Regions from separate parts of the Mus musculus genome. Here region 2 is linked to region 1. The links are chromatin contacts, called in public ChIA-PET maps. All regions are on one chromosome and are shown on one strand. Each heading gives the region's core, a stretch centred on a gene start, on an enhancer-like site or on the middle of the called end of the contact. The rest is flanking DNA. Distances are from core to core; before and after follow the strand shown. Region 1 overlaps Ccdc162 (coiled-coil domain containing 162). Region 2 overlaps Cep57l1 (centrosomal protein 57-like 1).

What was found. ChIA-PET counts read pairs in DNA pulled down with a chosen protein or histone mark.
Region 2: a contact with region 1 is called in an RNA polymerase II ChIA-PET map of effector CD8 T cells, with 31 read pairs. The contact joins two enhancer-like sites. A contact is called at or near these places in 2 of 115 datasets of contacts at active chromatin or transcription factors (effector CD8 T cells and memory CD8 T cells) and 1 of 9 other capture datasets (adipose tissue).

Annotation. Positions count from the first base shown.
Region 1 is chr10:41,593,521-41,597,766 of GRCm38.p6, reverse strand. All of the region lies in intron 30 of Ccdc162 (coiled-coil domain containing 162), which reads left to right. Among named protein-coding and RNA genes, the nearest start is that of 5730435O14Rik, 28 kb to the right of the region's middle. Within about 2 kb of position 1,971, at least 131 of the 459 cell types and tissues checked have an H3K27ac peak or open chromatin away from gene starts, as enhancers often do. A contact at or near this core is called in effector CD8 T cells and memory CD8 T cells, where this site is marked.
Region 2 is chr10:41,749,613-41,753,956 of GRCm38.p6, reverse strand. The region is part of intron 2 of Cep57l1 (centrosomal protein 57-like 1); the gene reads left to right. All of the region lies in intron 1 of BC048559 (cDNA sequence BC048559), which reads right to left. Among named protein-coding and RNA genes, the nearest start is that of BC048559, 5.1 kb to the right of the region's middle. Within about 2 kb of position 1,691, at least 76 of the 459 cell types and tissues checked have an H3K27ac peak or open chromatin away from gene starts, as enhancers often do. A contact at or near this core is called in effector CD8 T cells and memory CD8 T cells, where this site is marked.

The DNA of each region.
Region 1 (4,246 bases), core at 722-3,221:
GTACCCTAGGAAATCATGAAACTGAGTAGCCAAAGCAGGCCTTGAACCTGGGATCCTTCTATCTTAGTTAGCCTCCTGAGCCGTCAGCCTATTCACCAGTCCAACTCTAATGATCCTTTTATTTCGTTTTGAAAGAAAGTCTTAATTTGTATCCCTTGTTAGCCTGGAACTTGCTCTGTAAACAGGACAGCCTTGAGTTTGGACCAGCCTTCTAGTGCCCAGATTACAGTCATGAGCCTCCCCCCACCCGCAGCCAGCTCCAGTTACTCCTAAATTACCAAAACTTACCAACTTTGTCCAATTCATCTCCAGTGTGAGATGAATTCAGCCAAGAAGGGGCCCAACGGGCTGTAGCAGAGATTACACGTGTTTCCCACCCTTAGCACGGTGTATCCATACAGAATCCATAGAGAATATCTCAGGGAATTATAGTGAGTGAACATATTCTTTTACTTAGCATTTGCTTGTTTCTGCCAACAGTCCTTGGGTTTAGAATATAAATTTAGCAGAGTGCAAAGCTTCATGCTGACTTTCTTACTTTTTATTGACAAACAGCTTTGGATCTGTAGCTTAGTTTAGTTTGTGAGCTGTAAAGCTGTAAAGACTGCTAGATAGTCACCAAGTTGGCCACTGAATTGACCTTTACTCTGAAAGCCCAAGGGTTTGTTCTTTCTTCCGTTGTGGTTTGGTTCCAGCCATAGAGGGTTCTGTCTGGTCCTGTTTTAGGGAAACCACTCTGCTTCCCAACAGTTGCCCTCACAGCGTGACCAGGAATGGGCTGGAGACTGAGTGTCCTACTGCCTGCTTTCAATGTCCTTCTCAGAAGAAACTGTTGGGTTTCATACCTGAGACAAGGGGCTAACATACCAAAGTAGACATGACCTTCAGGTTCTCCCAGCATCCCTCGGTCTCCATCTGTTACAGGATATGGCTGGCATACAATACCCTCTACCCTGAATGACCTCTCCAGCCCAGGGGCTGGGCTTTCCCCAGAGGTTCATGGGCTAGAGAGATGGCTCAGTGGTTAAGAGCACTGACTGCTCTTCCAGAGGTCCTGAGTTCAACTCCCGGCAACCACATGGTGGCTCACAACCACCTTTAATGTGACCCGATGCCCTCTTCTGGTGTGTCTGAAGACACCTACAGTGTACTCAGATACATAAGACTTTTAAAAGCCAACAATAGCACACACATGCTGGTTTTTCTTTCTCTCCTGCTCTCAGCGTCTTTCTCCATACGTGCACTTTTCCTTTCTTGTCCCCCTCCCCTCTGTCTCCCTGCCAGAATGGTGACTTCTCTGACCCACCCTGTGAGATCAGTGAACCCACCCAAGAGGTGACTCCAGTCAACTTGCCTTTCATGTTTTTCAATTCGGTTATTTGAATTGGGTTGTTTCATCAGTGGAGGTAACCTATCAGAAACCACCCAGGTGGCACACATGGTGGTCTTTATTGGTCCATCTTCCTGGTCTTTTTTTTTTCCTCTCCCAGAACACTTCCTTTCACGTGTATGTGGAATCAATTACTCAGTAGATTCAGAGCCTTAGTATATTTAGCTTCAACACCTGTGAACTATGGTAGTTTCTGGGCAGCTTCATGGCAGAGAGGGGACTCAGAAGAGAAGGCTAAAGGGTAGGGATAAAGGCTGAAGGGGGAATGTCACCCTTCCCCATCATCTGAGGTAGCACTGACCCTGCAAATGAAGGGAAATGTTTATATAGTCCAGAGTCAGGACTCAGGTAAACTTCCATGGGTCATCTCAGACTTTACCTGAGCAAGCAGGGCTCTCTGACCCAGAGAAGGATCTGCGCCTGCAAGGGAAAGGTTCCATGTGAGTTTGAAAAGAAAGTTCTAAGCTCCTTCCTGGAGTGAACGGAGCATGTTTCAGCAGCCTCGGGGAAACAGGAAGGACGCAGGGCACCTAAAGTTGCCTGTCACCCTCAACCCACATAGAAGAGACAGAGAGAGGAAGTTGTCTGACATATTTCATACTACCCTCCCCCACCTGCTCTTGAGGTCAGTGGGGGAAACCTGATGAGACTCTGTAGCTGTTTCCTAATAGGTCAGAGTCAAGCTGTCTAGGGCCCAACATTTGCCTCTGTCTGTTGAGGAGTTGTCTAACTCCTGATCCATTACCTTCCTGAGGGTAAGATTGTTTGTAGGGGTGGAGAGTGTCCTTCAGAGGCACCTTGTGGAAGAGGATGAATGGTGTAAAAGGTGTTTCTACCCTCTGTGTGCTGTTGCCATTGGGGTGGTCGGGGGAGGAGAAAGGGGAACCATCCCAAGGATGCTCTCCCCCCAGCAAACCTCCTCTGGGAGCTGCAGGGCGCACGGGTGGACAGCACCAGCTTCATTTCCCTGGCTCTTCTTCAGTTTGTTTCATTTTTAAATCTTAGACTTATTTTTATGCTGGCCTGTTTTAAGTGTCTCTAATCATTCAAATGTCAGCACCTGGCTTAAGACCATCTGAGGGTTTCATGCAACATGGTCTTGGCACATGGCCATGGCCCCAGTCTCTAGTATTTGAGGAATGCAGAGCCATAAGTGTGCCTGGCCTGTCAGAGCAAGTTTTGTTATATCCTTGCTTCTAGGGGAAAGCTCCAGCACACATCTGAGTGTTCCTCGCTTTCTGAGGTCCAGGTTGGAAGCAGCCTGCCTGGTATCAGGCTGTTGGCAGTTCTCGCCCATGAGGCAGGGCTGGCTTCCTAGGAGCCCCCAGCCATGTGTTGATAAGAAAGCATACAGGGTATGCCAGAAATGTTTGAAGAATTAAATGTTGTTGGGGCCTGCAGACTTACATATCCTGGCCAGGCTTTGCCAACTGAGATTCTGAAAGACTTGTCACAATATTTCCAAAGTTACAATGAAACATACACACACATTTGCCTAAATAAATGTAGCAAAAAAATGGTAACATTATTCTTGTCTTTTCTAATCTTTTCTCTTCTTTCATTCTTTTTTCTTTTGTTTGAACTGGAGTCTTAGAACCAGGTTGCAATGAGCCTGGTTTTGGTTGCCAAGTCTGTAGGCTATGATTTTTTTTTCCCTGCCTTTACAGAAAAGGAAAGAGAAATACAGAGAAGTTTTGTAACTTCCCGAGGCCACAGCGGTTGCTGTGGTAGAACTTGGAGTCACACTTCCTATCTGACTCCTCATTCTGTATCCCTTCCTGCAGCCTAAAGCGTGGGTTAAACATTATATACAATTTCTTTTAAAATTGGAAAATACCGGGGCTGGCGAGATGGCTCAGTGGTTAAGAGTACCGACTGCTCTTCTGAAGGTCCTGAGTTCAAATCCCAGCAACTATATGGTGGCTCACAACCATCCGTAACGAGATCTGATGCCCTCTTCTGGAGTGTCTGAAGACGGCTACAGTGAACTTACATATAATAAATAAATCTTTTTTAAAAATTGGAAAATACCAGTCAGATGTGGTTGCATATGCCTGTAATCTTAGAAGGCTGAGGAAAAAGAGATGCTGTGAATTTGAGGCCAGCCTGGGCTACATAGTCAATACCAGGGTAACCAGAGCAACATAAAAAGATTGTGTCTCCCCAGAACAAAAATAGGTGAGGTAGTGTTTATCTGTTGTCTCAGAACTTGGAAGGTAGAAGGATCAGGCATTCTGTACACAGTGAGTTCTAAGCCAGCCTGAGCTGTGTCAGATCCTATCTCAAAGCAAAACAACAACAACAAGAATAAATAAAATAGGAAACTAATATTCTTAGTTATGGTTTCTATTGCTGACATAAAACATCATGACCAAAAGCAACTTGGGAGGAAGGGCTTATTTTAGCTTACCCCTGTACCATCATGCAGGGATGTCAGGACAGGAATTTAGGGCAGGTACCTGGAGGCAGGAGCTGATGTAGAGTCATGGAAGGGTGCTCTTTATGGGCTTGCTCTTCATGGCTTGCTCAACCTGCTTTCTTACAGAACCCAGGGCCACCAATCCAGGGGTGGCACCACCCTCCCAATTAAAAAAAAAAAAAAAGTACCACAGGCTTGCCCACAGGCCAATCTGCTTGGGGGGATTTTCTTATTTGAGATTCCCTCTTCCCAAATAACTGCAGCTTGTGAAAGGTTGACATAAAATTATTTAGCATAATAATAAATGTTAGCCAGGCTCGGGAGGCAGAGGCAGGCAGATTTTTGAGTTCGAGACCAGCCTGGTCTACAGAGTGAGTTCCAGGACAGCCAGGACTACACAAAGAAACCCTGAATAAATAAATAAATAAATATTCACT
Region 2 (4,344 bases), core at 442-2,941, 160 kb before region 1:
TAGAAATTTCTCTGGCAAAAATATGGGAAAATACTGTATAAAAACTTGTAGAATATTTTTTTAATAGCATGACTGAATTGGCACCAAAGTAAGAGAACAATATGACTGTCCAGATAATAAGAAAGTGCATCTGCACAGGGCAGGTGAGCCCTGTCTGCTGCTGAAGGTGTCTTCTGGTCCTTCGAGGCTCAGATCGTGGGCTTTAAGAGGAAGCTGCTTGCATGGCAAAGAGAAGCCTTATTCTTGGCTGAGTCAGAAGTTCAAACCTGACAGTATACAGAAAGGATGCCTAAAGTGTCAAACATTGCATGGATGGTTTATGAAAATAACCAGCTCTTGAGACCAACTTCAGACCCGCATGCACTCCCATGTTTATCCCTGGCTTTACAATGAGTACACCTGTAGCTGTAAAGGGTTGCACCACTTGGCTCCCAGTGGGTCGAATGCATGCAGGCGCGTACACACACACACACATACACCATCTAATTTTTGACATGTGTGACTAGCTCAAAGGCTGGGCACTCCTAAACCTTCCCTTAATAGCAAATGACCTCCTGCAGTATTCCTGAGACTCCTAAACTTCCGCCTGTCACCCTAATCCCCGAATTGGCCACTTTCCTGCATTCTTACATGGCTTGTTGGCTTTCTCTCCTGCAGCTCTTATGTCCCATCCTTCTCCCCCAAGTCTTCCTTCTCCTCCCTCCCCCACCTCTCGCCCTAGCCCATGCAAATCTAAGGGTCTTGCCCCATATCCCTTTGCCCAGCCATTGGCCGCTGGTATCTTTATTAATCGATCAAAAACCAATCGGGGACAAGGACCTTCAGCATTTGGACATGCAGATTCCCAATTTGAGGACCAGGTTATTTCAAAGCATTGGAACCAATCCCCAATATAGACCTGTCCTGAGAACTTCCCATCACAGCCCTTGCTGTGTCTGAATTTGTGCCCAGCCTCCCACCCCCACCCCCAAGGTCTCCACCTAAAAGTTTGTTTTAATGGGGTTTGGGTATTGCAGAGACCTATCGGGAATGAGCATAAATCACCTTTGCAGAAGAGTCTTTTTTGTGTGTGACGTAGGAAGTCAGAGCAAGGGCTTTCACATGGTAGGAAGCACTCCACCATTGAGCGACATTCCCAGAATGATTTAAACATGAACTTCAAAGAATTCCTCAGTTCTATGAAATTAATTGAAAACCAAGAATTCTACAATAAGGCTCACTGGTGGAGTACCAGTTAGGGATGTGCAAGGCCTGGCTGTAATGCAAAAAATGAAGACATATGAAATGGAAATTCCAAGATGCACTGTGATCACACCTGTAATCCCTGCTCTCCGGAGGCTGAGGAGGGAGGCTCTTAAGTTCATGATCTGGGTGCTTTGAGCAAGACCCACTCACAAAAACGAAATCGCTGACCATAAATTAACCAGCCACTGCAAACAGGTAGCAGACCCCACACATGACAGAGATTGAGTTCTCAAATTATCAAAGAAAAGTAAGTTTGTCGAGAGACTTTTCTGTAAGAATATGCTGCTAGCAAGCTACTTTTAGAATGACGGCTTTGCTTCTGTTTACCATTCCAGAGGACAGAGCCCACCAAGGTCGGGGGGGCAAGGCGGCTGGAGCTTGAGGCCCACCCAGCAGTTAGGAACAGGAAGTAGAACAGGAAGTGTGGCTAGGCGCTCCTCTCAAAGCCCGCCCCCAGTGATTACCTCCTAAAAGTTAGAGCATTCTTGGCTTGCTGGAGAGTGAGTGACTGAGACTCAAACTCAGCAACCTCTAAGAAAGTGAAGTCATGTCCAGTGAGATTAGAGAAAAACCGTCCTGTTCCGCCTGCCTCTGCAGGGAGTTTGGCTGCGCTTCCCACAGAGCTGACTCAGACGCTGAGGCAGGTGCTGGGCTTCAAGGAAGCAGAGACGCCACTCCCAGAGTGGAAGTGCAGGCTGAGGTATGAGAAGGCCGAAGCTGACTTCTGGGCCCCCGGAAATCAGGAACAAAGTATTGGGGGTCCACAGGGCCTCAATGGGGCTGGGACTGGGGGCACCCAAACTCATGGGCATCTGGGTGTCACTGAGTCTCGAGGAGTTGGGAACAGAGTCAGGGGCCTGCGGGCTGAGGACAGCATCTAGTCTGGGGTGGGGACCAAGGGGAGCTCTGGTTTAACTCAGCAGTGATTGTCCTTAGCTTTGTGGTGGTTGTGGCTTGAAGCGCAGAGAAGCCTTCTACAGGAGAATTAAGCGCGGTAGTCAAATGCCTTCTTCATGGCTCCCCACGGCAGATCTTGATGAAAGAGACAGTCCACTGTTCTAAGCTGTTTATTGACGACTGCTCATCGTGGAAAATGGATACATACCGTACCATGCCAACTTCTCGGGTGGACCCGAGATTAAATACCTTTTGCTGGGAGATAGAATGTCTGGAAAGGGAAGCTTATTGGCTAAACCCTCAGGGCCTGTAGGTACTTCATTAGCATGGAGAACTCTGTTCTGTGCCTACATGACCACAGATCAAGCTTCCTTATGTGTCGAGTGCGACTTGTATTCCAGGCCTGGAATCTGGCAGGGAGCGGTGGAGTTGCCTAAATCTCAGGTATATGTCCACCAGGTCTCTGGGTCTCAGACCCACTCTACCTTACCAAGCTTCTTGTCATGGTTTTACCATCCCACAGAGAAGCAATAGTCAAAATCAGTGACAGCTGGGACATTTCTCACACTGATGTAGGAAGGTTTTAGAAGATAAATAAATCCCAAATAGGGCTATGGAAAAAGAGAGTCACACCTAAACACACCATGACAGTTACTGCAAAGCTACAATAGTCCCCAGAGAGACAGCCAGCCAGCCATGCTGGGAAGGTGGAAGATAGAGAGAGCATCATAGTGCTTCCAACCCAGAACCAGACAGCAGCGTTACCTTTCTTCTTAAGACTGCTCAAGACTTACATTATTTTCCATTTGTATGTATGTGTGTATGTACAGGAATGTAGGTGGAGGCCATAGAGGCCAGAAGAACATAGCTGATCCCATGGACTTAGAGTTCCAGGGGGTTGGGAGCCATCTGATGTTTAAGTGCTGGGAACAGAACTCAGATCTTTTGCAGTACAGCAAGTGCTCTTAAAAGCTGAGCCATCTCTCCAGCTCCTGCACAATTAACTTTTAAAAGAATGTAAGAGAGATATTATGATGCAAAAATTAATAAAATTTGCCCTAATGCTAACTAATCTGGACTTTAAGATGCAGACTTTATGAAGGAGGAATGTAGATGCAGCAAGGAATGGTGAGGAGGCACGGTGGCTGGGCTTGGAGTGACAGGAAGCCGGCCCCGTCATGGAGGTGCAGTGTTCAGAGTATTCTTGGGACCAGCCACCACAGAAGGGAGGGAGGGAGGGAGGGAAGCAAGCAAGCAAGCAGGAAATGTGAATTTCAGAGTGGAGTGAAGTGTCAGGAAAGATTTCACAGGTCCCCCTGGGTTCTGGAGCTGAGGCTGTCCTTCAGGTACGTTATGTTAACGTTATGCTCATGTTATGTTGGAGCAAGAGGGGCCTGATACAGAGTCCCCAGAGCAGACAAGGCAACAATGGAAACAAATGCCATAAATGCCAAGTTGTTTAAGTGAAAAATGTATAAGTCCATTTATGTAAAGTTTAAAATCCATGAATACCAATACAGTAAAGGTGTGTGCCAGTGTACTACAGTGTTCCTTTAGCTATATGTATTGTATACAATTTTACTTTTATGTGTATGGGTTTGCCTGTGTGTATGTCTGTACACCATGTGTGTACCTGGTATCCTCAGAGGCCAGACGAGGGAGTCAGAGCCCTGGAGCTGTGGTTACAGTTCCCTGTCATGTGGATTCCGGGACCTGAACCCAGGTCTCTGAAAAAGCAGTCAGTGCTCTTAACTGCTGAGCCATCTCTATAGCCCTGTAAGCACAAATTGTGTCTTATAAAATCAAATTCTAAGATACTAAGAAGAAACCTGTTGATTACTCTTGTTTTCTTTTTGTGGTAGGGTCTTGATGCATAGCCCGCACTGACTTAAAAGTCACAATGCTATTACAGAAGAACTAAGTTTAGTTCCTAGAACCCACATCAGGCCGCACACAGCCATCTGTGTATCTATCTCTATAGGTGCCATGCCTCCTTCTGGTCTCTGAAGGCACCCACAGATACATATATATACATACATACATACATACATACATATGAATAAAAATAAAAGAAATATTAAAAAATTTTTGACTCTTTTAGGTCTTTGGATTATGCCTTAATATTTCTGGTTTTCTTGGTTTTACTGTACATGTTTATGTACCTAAAGAGTGTAAACAGAGGGGCTGAAGTCTTGGCTCAGT